Regions from separate parts of the Mus musculus genome. Here region 1 is linked to region 2. A link is a contact called in public Hi-C data. All regions are on one chromosome and are shown on one strand. Each heading gives the region's core, a stretch centred on a gene start, on an enhancer-like site or on the middle of the called end of the contact. The rest is flanking DNA. Distances are from core to core; before and after follow the strand shown.

Region 1 (6,288 bases), core at 3,665-6,164, 660 kb after region 2:
ACTGTGATTTTCGCGAGTTCCTGCTAAAAGGCAATTCTGACAACTTCACAAGAAATTTGGTGTGACTGGGAATGGGCCTCCCCTCTCCTTTCTAAAGTGTGTCTGCCGCCATTAAAGTTGAACCTTGATCAGAGTCCTGTCTTGGTTCCATATCTCTCTCGCTTCTGCCTAGATTCCTTTTCTTTCAGCTTCAAGATGTCTCCCAGGCTTGAATCCAGACATGAGAGCTGCAGGCCGGTAAATTTCAAAACAGAGTAGCATTCTGTCATGCATTCTGTTTACTGTTCTGACCAGGTTTATTGTGATATAGAGCAAGAAAAAGAACAAAACTATATTTCTAACTATGATTTTGATGCAGAACAGAATGAGTCTAATGTTGCAAACAATGTTTGGAGAGATAAGAGTGTGTATGGCTCTTGCAGAGTTTGGATCCCAGCACATTGAGTGGCTTAAAACTGCTTGTACCTTCTTCTCCAGTGGACAAGACACCATCTTTTGGCCTTTGCAGGCACCTGCATTCACACATACTTAGCCCCACAAAGACATATACACAACTAATTTAAAAATATATTTTTTAAATTGCAGTAATCTGAGAGTATATATATGTATGTATAAAATCATTAAACAGAAACAGTTACATTGTAGAAATTCTACACTGGAGCAATAGAAAAGATGCCCGGAGGGCAAGGTCCCCATCAAAGGCCCCGTCTTCTCAAAATACAAATTCCTTTGAAAGGTGAGAGACTGAGCTAATGCTAATGAAAGTATTTCCTACTGAAAACCATTGGTTTTCCTAGGATTAACATGTGGAGGGTCATACAACTGTGATCCAAGGGGACAGGCTAAAGGTAGACTTGGCAGTATCATTTATGTACTGCTTTTCATGGGAAGAAGAATGTGAAATCGATAGTTATTTTGGCCCTCACCACACCGAGGTTTCACACAGCCTCAGAGGCCAAGCAGTATGTGACAGGGGTAGAGCCTTTATAAAGAAGTCCCATGAGGCCAATGCAGGAAGTTGTGAAGGTAGAGTCTATGCTACAATGGAGCATCCAAAATGCTAAAGATGCCAGTACTGTGTGAGTGTGCCTCAGGTAGAGGGGTGGTGCTACCTGAGCCCTTTAGAGCATAGATGATTCCATCACAGGCCCCAGATGCCAAACATGGAGCTGCAGGATTTGGTGCTTGCCCTGTTCGAGTTTCAGCCTTGCTTTGGTGCACTCCTTCCTTGCTCCCATCACTCCCATTTGTAATGGAGCTGCTTATTCTGTGACACATATAGTGAGAGTGTGTAACTGGTGTTTTGATGTTCTAGGGGCTCATAGTTAAAAGACTACTTGAGTTTCAGAAGAGACCCTGCATTTGTATAATTTGAGGGATTGTTAAAGACTTTGGGGGCTTTTGAAATTGGACTACATACATTGTATGAGATAGCCATGAGCCTATGAGGACAATAGATAGACTGTTGTGACTTAAAAGTGGCGTGTTATGATGTCAAATTGATCATGAGTAGACGTGGGATGGCTCTTGGCTGTCAACTTGAGAGAATTTACAATCACCAAAGAGACAAGCCTCTGGGCTCCCTATCTTGATAGGGTTTCTTGCAATGGGAAATGTGAGTGACATTATTTCATGGGTTTGGAGCGTGACAAGACGAGCACCAGGGTTTTTTTTTTTTTTTTTTTTTTTTTTTTTTTTTTTTTTTCTGTTTCCTGAATGCAGAGGCAAAGTGACTAGGTGTCTCACTTTTGCTACCATGCTTTCTCTGCCTTGATAGTCTGTATAGCCTTGGACTGTAAACCAAAACAAATAGCCCTTTTAGCAGCTGCTATTATTAGGTAACCTTGCCACAATAAGTATATTTGGTAAGCCCATTAATTTATGGCTCTTTTGTTCTGGCTTATGAAAAGTTTACATACCCACTCCCACACTAGATCATATCATTTAGGACAACCTGAATCTATATTCTCAAGCTATGGTCATTCATATTTGGCTCATAATATATTTCTTTTGAGCAGAGATCTGTGTTTCTTTTCACTGTGATTTATAAGGTTCACAGTTCCTTAGTTTGAACACTAGATCTACAAAAAGACTAATGCCTTTTGTCTTGAAGTCTGGGTGCCTCTGATTCCAGTTGCAAGTTTCACAAACAAGTAACTCCATGTCACTATAAAACTAGCCAAACCTACAACCTCAGAAATAATGTGAATTGGGCTCTTACAAATCCATTGACTCCTGTACTGTAGTGCAGATTTTAGAGAGATTCTCCCTCAACATCAATATCCCACAAAGATATTTCTGAGACCCACGAACATCTGCAACTTGCTCACTATAACGCCTTTAGCGTATGTCTTGAACTTGAGTCACCTACTTCCTGAGTGTAAGTTCTAAAATGCCTTGTAGGACACTGAAGTGTGTTCTGTACAGGGAGGAGTGTGTAATGGTGAGTAGAGGCAGAGAGGAGAACTGAGGAGGGTAAGTATTGTGTGCCTGACACTTCTTCGGAAGACGTGAATAAATGTCTACTAACTGGAGCTAGGGAACCAATGAATGGATAAAGTATATAATTCCACCAGAGTCCAACTTGGGAAGCCAGTGAATTTTGGGGGGAGGGTTACTCACTGGAATACATTAGAGGAACGGGATGACTAGTAAGGAGCCATTTCACTAACCAGCCTGCTGCGATCTGGGTAACAGCTCACTGAGACAGCAATTCTGGAGCTCTTTGTCTGACGGGCAGGCAGCTCCTCACCTCTAATCCTCCTCTCCCTAGCACTATTCAGTGGCCTTCTTTAACATGTAGCCTTCAGCTTTCCCAGATTTGTAAGCTCTGTTGACTTCCTGAGTCTCATAAGCATCCCTCCTGCTTTAGGAGGGAAGGTTCAACCAGGAGGAAATTGCTACACAATGGTGAGGGAAGCTTGCAGGTTCTACCTGATGGTGACTATTACTGCTGCGAGTGCGAGGCAAAGGCAGATGGCATTCTAGACCCTTGTTATAATGCCTATTGATGTTCCAGCCTTCCCAGGTTCAACAACACCATCACATGGAAAGAGCATGCTAGTCAATGATTGAAACTGATCTTGGCATAAACACCCACTTTGTCCTGGCACCATTTGGGCATACAGCACGAAACAAAACAAAGGAAAATGTCTCTTCTCAAAAACTAGCATTTTACTGTTTTGGTGATATTTGGAGTTCATCACTATCATTCATTATCAGCTATCAACCTTACTTCAGTTTGGCTGAGAGAAAAGCAGACTTCTGACTTCCCTTGAGGGTCTGCCTTCAATCCTCAGGCAGAAGCCAGAAAGAAAATCTTAAGTTCAGACCTTCTGCTACATTGTATGTCTTGACAAGAAGAGCTGAAATTATGGATTTATGGTCCAGGATTTTGTTTCCATTCTGATTACCAAAGTAAGATAGCCAAAGGTGGGTTCTGCTGGAGCCTCTCTGCCTTGTTTTGGTCTTTAAGGGTCTGAGTAACCCCAGGCCAAGGCTAGATAAAACAATAGGCTCACCTGCCACTGTCTCTTCCAGTGTCAAATCCAAGCTTTCCTGCGTGTAGAAATTCACAGATCTTTAATTTTGTACTATCTGCTGTCCTGGACTCACTCGAAACTCTTGTGTAAGGTTACTTTCATGTAGCCCTAAGTTTGGTGGAATCACATGAAAATTTAAAATACTTTAGCAGGCAGTGAGTGGAATTGCTACTATAATTCTTAAAGCACAGAACAGACTTAATGAGGCCAAGGAACATTTCTTGATGTCCAGAGAAATTGGTTTTAAAAAAAAGGCACCCAGTTATGAACTTGTTTAAAAAGCTCTCAGATGGAAATCTTGGAGCAGACTGCCACCTTCAGGATAACTAACAAATTAACTCACTGAACACGGTTTTAGCTTCTACATAACCCATCTCCAGAGACAGGTTTCATAAGCAACAGTGAGAACTTTACCCCTCTAGTGTTTTCTCTATTATGAAACAGTTTAATTAGTAATAGTCCTTAAAAAAATGAAAACCCCTCCCCCTAATTTTTTTCTTTAAGTTGGTTAGACACAACTAATCTATTCACCTAACCAACCAGGCTAAAATCTTTAATAGATTTCACAACCACAGTCTGGGAAAAATATTAATTCGAAAACTTATTTTCTTGCTGGTGGGCTTTAAAAACTATGGGCCAATCACATTGAATACTTTCGGAAACGTAAAAGAAGGAAGAGACAAAGGGTGGGTGGAAGAGAAGGGGAAAGGAAGATAGAATGTGTACCGTAGATTTTTTTTTTCTTTTTCCAAATACAGCGTTAAGTTACACCAGGGTTTGCCAAGATTACAGAGACTCGAGAGGCAGTAGAGCTGAGAAATGGGGCTGAGAAGAGCACGGTGATTCAGCGCTAATGGAGGAGTATGTCAAGTTAGTACTACTTATGAGAGAAGGGGAAGGAAAGCCTAAAACTCATAGCACTAGGGACAAAGTGGCAGGAAAATGGTATGTCAAGATAGTGAAAGAGTTAAAACAAACAAACAAAACCAACACAAAATTGGCTCAGAAAGCTCCAGGCAAGGGACAGGAAAATAAGGGCTGTTAGAATGGAATTGCGGCTGAGAACAAATATTCTCAATTTCTCAAAAGCATGGGCAGGTAAATTCAGAACCTTGACCCTGCGCTCTGCCCTCTGAAGAGGTTGGAAGATCTCCGCTCCACACTGGCTACTCGGGATTTTGCAACCGTGGGATCACAGCAGCTCATCCTTAAAGACTCCGGAGTCGCCGGCCGGCGTCCCTGACAACGCCCAGATGTCTGCGCATGCGCCTGTGCGGAAGGGTGGGCGGGGCGGAGTCCAGGGTGCGTCCTCCCGGCCACCAGGGGGCGACGAGCGCGTCCTCGGCGTTTTACCGGTGCCTGGCCCCTGGTGTGCGCATGCTCCGTGCGTACAGAGGTCACCGGTGCCGGTGGCTTCTACACGTGCGTAGTGAACTAAGGGCATCATGATTTAGAGATGGGGGCTCGCGTGACCCGCGCCTTAAGGAACTTCAACGTGGAGAAGCGAGCGGAGCGAGAGATCAGCAAGAGGAAGCCCTCCATGGCACCCAAGCACCCTTCTACCCGCGACCTCCTGCAGGAGCACCGGAGTCGTGAGTGCAGTCCCTCCCAGGCCTCCGGTGACATTGAGGTCGTCCCCGCGCGGGCCCCGGGTGGTGGCGGCTGGAAGGAATCCCGGAGCCCAAGGCAGCCCGCGCTCTCTCCCGGCGTCTGCGCAGGCTGCACGCAGACTCTCGTCCAAGTGTTTGCCCCAAGATGTCCAGATGATTTTTTTTTTTAATATTGTACATGTTTACGAGTTTAGAGATTTTTTTCCTTAAAAAAAAAAAAAAAAGATACTATGGCTTATTTTCTTTCCTTAGAGTATCCAGAAATCGAAGAAGTTGTTTCTAAAAAAGATAACAAGCTGCTGTCATTGCTAAGAGATGTATATGTCGATTCCAAAGATCCGGTGCCTGCCTTGCCGGTAATGTATACGTTAATTAAGTTGGCAGTTTATTTTGGAGGTCTGAGAAAGTGATCAAGAAAAAGAGGGCAACGAGTGAAAGTGCAAAGTGTGTGTGTGTGTGTGTGTGTGTGTGTGTGTGTGTGTGTAGAGGGGAGCAGTCAGTGTAGAGCACAGACAGCTAGACACAGGCAGGCCTGGACCCCCTTCGATACTTAGGGTATACTTAGGGTATACTTAGGGTATACTTAGGGTATACCGAAAGACCTGTGAAGGGATTGATTGGATGGACCTGTGTGAATTGTTTATTGCAGAAGTTGTAGGGTTGGGTTACGGCATTTTTTAGTGGTTTTCTGAGTGACCAGTATGACTTTGAGAGCTATTTCATATTCTGTAAATTAAGATGCTCTTAATGACAACCTCAGTGTTTGGGGGTTTGGAGTGGGGGCACGTTCATAGTTTTGAGGATGTGTCCCAACAGGATATGTAATATTATATGTAAGTTAATATAGCATGCTGGAATGATGGGTATGTCTCCTGTGTCAGGTGTAAGTGTTGTGTGTAGTGATTAAAACAGTAATTACTCTCTGAGGCCCATGGTACGTTGCGGACCACAGACCATTCCGTGGATGAGCAGCTGTACAACTATAATGTAATTACGGGCTGGGGAAGATGAAAGGCTGCTTCTGAGGAAGTGACATTTAACCCTGGGCCTGGAGTGCAAATTGAAGTTGCAGCCTGGAAGGCAAAGAATTAGATTAAATGAAGAGGAAGTACCAGCCACAGCCCTCAAAGTTTTTT
Region 2 (5,971 bases), core at 2,607-5,106:
CAGGTGACAGCAGATGCTGGTGAGGATGTGGAGAAAGAGGAACACTCCTCCATTGTTGGTGGGATTGCAAGCTTGTACAACCACTCTGGAAATCAGTCTGGTGGTTCCTCAGAAAACTGGACATAGTACTACCAGACGATCCCACAATACCTCTCCTGGGCATATATCCAGAAGATGTTACAATGGTAAGTAGGACACATGCTCCACTATGTTCATAGCAGCCTTATTTATAATAGCCAGAAGCTGGAAGGAACCCAGATGTCCCTCAACAGAGGAATAGATACAGAAAATGTGGTACATTTACACAATGGAGTACTACTCAGCTATTATAAAGAATGAATTTATGAAATTCCTAGGCAAATGGATGGACCTGGAGGGTATCATCTTGAGTGAAGTAACCCAGTCACAGAAGAACTCACATGATATGTACTCACTGATAACTGGATATTAGCCCAGAAACTTAGAATATCGAAGATATAAGATACAATTTGTAAAACACATGAAACTCAAGAAGAACAAAGTGTGGACACTTTGCTGCTTCTTAGAATTGGGAACAAATCATCCATGGAAGGAGTTACAGAGACAAAGTTTGGAGCTGAGACAAAAGGATGGACCATATAGAGACTGCCATACCCGGGGATCCATCCCATAATCAGCCTCCAAATGCTGACACCATTGCATACACTGGCAAGATATTGCTGAGAGGATCCTGATATAGCTGTCTCTTGTGAGGCTATGCGGGGGCCTAGCAAACACAGAAGTGGATGCTCACAGTCAGCTATTGAATGGAGGAGCTAGAGAAAGTACCCAAGGAGCTGAAGGGGTCTGCAACCCTATAGGTGGAACAACAATATGAACTAACCAGTACCCCCCAGAGCTCATGTCTCTAGCTGCATATGTATCAGAAGATGGCCTAGTCGGCCATCAGTGGAAAGAGAGGCCCATTGGTCTTGTAGACTTTATATGCCTAAGTACAGGGGAATGCCACGGCCAAGAAGTGAGAGTAGGGTTAGGGGAGAGTGGAGGGGAGGGCATGGGGGACTTTTGGGATTGGAATTTTTAGAATTGGAAATGTAATTGAAGAAAATAACTAATTTTAAAAAAGGAAAAAATAATAAATAAATAAATAAATAAATAGATAAATAAATAAATAAATAAATAAATAATAAAGTCACAGAATTCTGAGCTGGCACAGGAAGTATAAGTGGAGGAGGAGGAGAGCAAGGACCACATAATGAGACCAGGCATAAAGAGCCCTGGAAAAAAAAAAAGAAACATTGGCAAAGGAGGATAAACAGAGTGACCAGTGAACCAAGAACCCAAGTCAATGAGACAGAGGAGGACCCCACCCTTCCGAAGGTTATTTTTCTAGGAGTTGTTAAATAAAGTTCTTTGAAGTGTACGTTAATCTCACATTCCTTTGATTGAAACACTCCTGACTGTTTTCATAATGACTGAAATGGTCAATGACTGCTGAATTCCAGCTACTAGACTAACAACTGCCAGGCCCTTGCCCAAAATCTCTCCTTACTAGTCCTTGCCTAGAAGCAGAACTGGACAACTACCCCAGGTGGGAGGGATGGAGGCCAAATAAAAACTCCTGTTGAGATCTTCAGGAACCCTAAATCCAGTCAGATTGTGGGTGGTTCTGCCAATCTTCCAGGTTCACTGAGGTAAGCAGCAGCCACAGCTTCCCCTCCATCACATTTATCAAAATTTCTGAAGCTGTCAGTCAAGCAACAGCTTGCTCTGGAGTTCATCCAGTTGTCTGCATGACAACTATCATCGCTTTAGACACCTCCTAGTTGCTGAAGGAAACCCCCTGCCATCTAATCAATACTAGAGACATCAAACCAGCATTATCACCCAAAGACACACGCCACAGACACCCAAGTGACAGTCTTATGACCACCACTTTTCTTCAGGAGACTTTTATGGCCACTCTATCAGAAATTCTAGGCACTTAGGCTATAAGAACTTTAGTTGACCCTCTGGTAAAACCTCTCCCCACCCTGCCCACAGTTGCTTTGATACTTCCTTGAACCTATCCTGAGTCCAGTGATAAAGAATGCCACCTTTACCAATGACAATTACTATGAAGGTATGACTGGATAGGTAAGCAGCTCTCTTCATACTGTTCCTAGAACAGACCAGGAGATGCCTGTCTTCACCATACTTGCACTTCACACATGTGTGAGCTCATGCATACATACCTGCACACAAACACACAAGTGAATATAACTTAGACACCTATAAAACCTCATTCAACTGTTTTTTCTTCATATCTGTGGTCTTTATCACAAGTAGAGTGCTCTGAGTTGGTAACACAAGCACCAGAAACTGTTGGGGTTGCCAGACCCAGACACACCCAGTGGGAACTAGAAGGCTTCTGAAGAGTTCCAAGGTCCCGGGACCTGAGACTGTGAATTCTAGAAAGCCGAGGCTAGAAAGGTTTGTAGAAGAGAAGGTGGGACAGCCATGGAGAGCTAAAACTACAGAAAATGGGAGGGGGGTAGCTGTGAAGGGCCAAGACAGGGAAGAGCTGTGGACTGTGAAACCTAGAGAGTTCCAGAAAGCTTCTACCATGGGGACAGCGACCTGCAGCTGGACCGAATCTCTCTATACGACAATGAAGCCACAGGTGGCAAGTATGCTTCTCGAGCTGTTTTGGTGGATCTAGAACCTGGAACTATGGCCTCTGTTCACTCAGGTCCCTTTGGCCAGATCTTCAGACCAGACAACTTTGTTTTTGTCAGTCTGGGGCAGGCAACAACTGAGCTAAGGACCACTGCACAGAGGGAGCTGAGCTAGTTGGCTCTGTCTTGGATATGGTGCAGAGGAGGCAGAGAGCTGTGACTGCCTGCAAGGCTTTCAGCTGACCCATTCACTGGGTGGAGGCACGGGCTCTGGCATGGGCACCCTGCTCATCAGCAAGATCAGAGAAGAATATCCTGACCGCATCATGAATACCTTCAGCATGGTACCCTCACTCAAAGTGTCTGACACCGTGGTTAAGCCCTACAACACCACCCTGTCTGTCCATCAGCTGGTGGAGAACACGGATGAGACCTACTGCATTGACAACGAGGCCTTCTACAACATCTGCTTCAGCACTCTCAAACTCACCACACCAACCTATGGAGATCAGAACCATCCCGTCTCAGCCACCTCCATTTCCCAGGCCAGCTTAACGCTGACCTTCAAAAGATGGCTGTCAACATGGTGCCATGCCCATGCCTCCACTTCTTCATACCTGGATTCACCCCTCTCAATGGCCATGGAAGCCAGCAGTACCGGGCGCTCACTATCCCTGAACTTACCTAGCAGGTCTTCGATGACAAGAATACGATGGCCATCTGTGACACATGCCATAGCTGGTACCTCACAGTTGCAGCTGTCTTCCGTGATCGGATGTCCATGGAGGAGGTGGATGAGCAGATGCTCAATGTGCAGAATAAGAATAGCAGCTACTTCGTGGAATGGATCCCCAACGATGTCAAGACATCTGTCTGTGACATCCCACCACGTGGCCTCAAAATGGCAGTCACTTTCATTGGGAACAGCATGGCCATCCAGGAGACCTTCAAGTGCACCTCTGAGCAGTGTAAAGCAATGTTCCACCGGAAGGCTTTCCTCCATGGCACACAGGTGGGGGCATGGACGAGATGGAGTTCACCAAAGCTGAGAGCAATATGAATGACCTCTTCTCTGAATATCAGCAGTACCAGGATGCTACCACAGAAGAGGAAGAGGATTTCAGAGACGAGGCAGAAGAGGCCTAAGCCAGGGAGCCCTGCATCACCCCAGGCTGCTTAGTTCCCTCAGCTTTCTCCAACTGCCCTTTGTCCTCCTCCCATTTCTTTCTGCTGTCTCTGTCCTGCTTCTGTTTCGTTTTGTTTTCTCATTGGGGGTAAACAGTGCCTGGCACATGGCAGGCACTCAATAAATATTTGTGGGGGAAAAAAATCTCAGAAATAGCAAGTCTGATGGGAAAGTCAATCAAAGGCAAGCACTTTGATCCAATGGTGTGCTTAAGGTAGAAAGTATATAAAGTCCTTGCTTTCCTAGTGCCACTCGAATAGAAGTTTCAAGACTCCTTGTCTCGTTTCTCTGTTTCCATGAAGGAATCTAAAATAGTGCCAGGCCTTCTGAAGAGGTGTTGGCTGAACTGTATCTAAAAATTTTACCAGATCAGAAAAGCAAAATGTAGATATGAAGAAATGGAGAAATGGAGAGCTGAGTTTTGATGGTCCTCACAAGGTGGTTCTTAATGAGTGACATTCTAGTGGCTTCTTCTTACTGCCAAACACAACATAGCAAATAATACTCACTGTCAGGTGGATTTGATCTCGAAATGAACAAGCAAGCAAGACAGCAATCTCAAAATAAGCAAAAGACGGAAGCAATTGGCATCTTACAACATCCCGACACAAGAAAAGACTGCTATGCACAAGTGGTGAGCACATTCTTTCTCATTCAGAAGGATAACAACCAATAAACTCAAACCAAAGAGTGTTGGATAGAAAGTTGAACTTCAAAATGCTGCTTTTTCTCTCTCTCTTTTTCTGACTTTCTCTTTTGTGAGATACTTTCATGTGCCTAGATTAGCTTCCAACTATGGACTCACAGTTGGCCTTGGACTTTTAAACCTTTGCCTGAACCACACAACTATGAAGTGCTTTTAAATTTCAAATTCAAAGAGTGTTTGTTTGTTTTTAGCCAGTGCAGATTTTAAAGTTCTCTTACCTGAACCAAAATGCTCTATTGAGCAATGCAAACATATCAAACTAAAATCCAAAGTAAATATAATTTTAATGTAAAAATATATTTTATGCATTTCAGTGCCAACTTTATTCATGTAATTTATTTCACCAGGATAGAACTGAGCGTTTTAATGAATGAAAAGGAGAATTTTATTATACCCAGGGAAATGTATGATTACATCTGCTTACAATGTTTTATGCCCTTCCTCTGAGCACCTTACACCTAATTTGGAGAGGAAATCAACCATTTTACAAAAAGTTTTACTTACAAATCCAATAATTCACTGCATAAGTAGCAAAATTTAGGAATGTGCCTCAATGTTGATGTCTTTATTCCAGATCTGAAACAGTCAAAATAATTTCAGAGAAACTACTGCTTAAAATATTTCTTATCTAATACTACCTCATAACTTTTATTTAAATATTATTAGATAGCATCAACTTATATGATATCATTTAACCAAAATGAACATGAATGCTCTAACACTCTAATGTAACCACAGCCCTTGGACTCAGAAACACATCTGACAGCGAACACTGTCAACAATCTGTTCAGAAAAGCTTCTGCCTGGTTTTTCTGCAGACCAGCGACAGAGCCAGGAACAGGTTAATGAAATGCCTGAGTGGAGTGAAAACCAAATTGGAAGAAGTGGTAATTCAGGCAACTAAACCTCTGAAGGTCTATAGGAAGAATAAAGCTAATCTTATTTCATTTTACTTAACGTACTCACAATATCACTCCATAAATACTATTCTGTTTCCATAAAGAAATTGTCTTAGAACTATTGTTTATTAAAAGTTCCACTACTATATGGATGACTTTAAAAAAAAATTCCCCGACCCTGTGCTATGTCAAAATACTCAGCAATTTTACATTCATGGCCTAAAATTTTAATTTAAATTCCCTTCATTTCCTCACAAATCAGGTTGTGTGCTATGTAAAGGGAACATGTAAATATCACACCCTTGAACTTTTGTACAAGTACTTCCCTTAAAAATAATCCATATAAACCACAAGCAATTCTAAAAGTGGACCTACAGAGACCAGACTTACAGCTAAGAGCATTTTGTTTCAGAATTTCTTTAGTAATTCAATCACTAGCTCAGATGTTTAGCTTTGCAGATTAATAATGAACTGTGAAATTTTAAACTCCCGTTCTAAAATTAGTCTGGACCTGTATATCCAAGAGCCTACATTTCAGTATATG

What was found. A called contact is a pair of places that touch in the nucleus more often than the background predicts.
Region 1: a Hi-C map of liver shows a contact between it and region 2, with 2.4 times the contacts expected there. The contact joins the promoter of Ndufaf4 here to the enhancer-like site in region 2. A contact is called at or near these places in 2 of 39 promoter capture datasets (hippocampal neurons and liver), 1 of 484 Hi-C or Micro-C datasets (liver) and 2 of 115 datasets of contacts at active chromatin or transcription factors (embryonic stem cells and large pre-B cells).

The regions. Positions count from the first base shown.
Region 1 is chr4:24,893,169-24,899,456 of GRCm38.p6, forward strand. It overlaps Ndufaf4 (NADH:ubiquinone oxidoreductase complex assembly factor 4), which reads left to right and starts at 4,915. Exons shown (of 3, transcript NM_026742.4): 1 at 4,915-5,134; 2 at 5,405-5,508. The coding sequence starts at 4,999. Gm46848 (a long non-coding RNA gene) reads right to left here and starts at 4,954. Exons shown (of 3, transcript XR_001784261.2): 1 at 3,522-4,954.
Region 2 is chr4:24,235,520-24,241,490 of GRCm38.p6, forward strand. All of the region lies in intron 1 of Gm27243 (a long non-coding RNA gene), which reads right to left. It also overlaps the pseudogene Gm11892. Among named protein-coding and RNA genes, the nearest start is that of Gm27243, 190 kb to the right of the region's middle. Within about 2 kb of position 3,857, at least 1 of the 459 cell types and tissues checked has an H3K27ac peak or open chromatin away from gene starts, as enhancers often do. A contact at or near this core is called in liver, where this site is marked.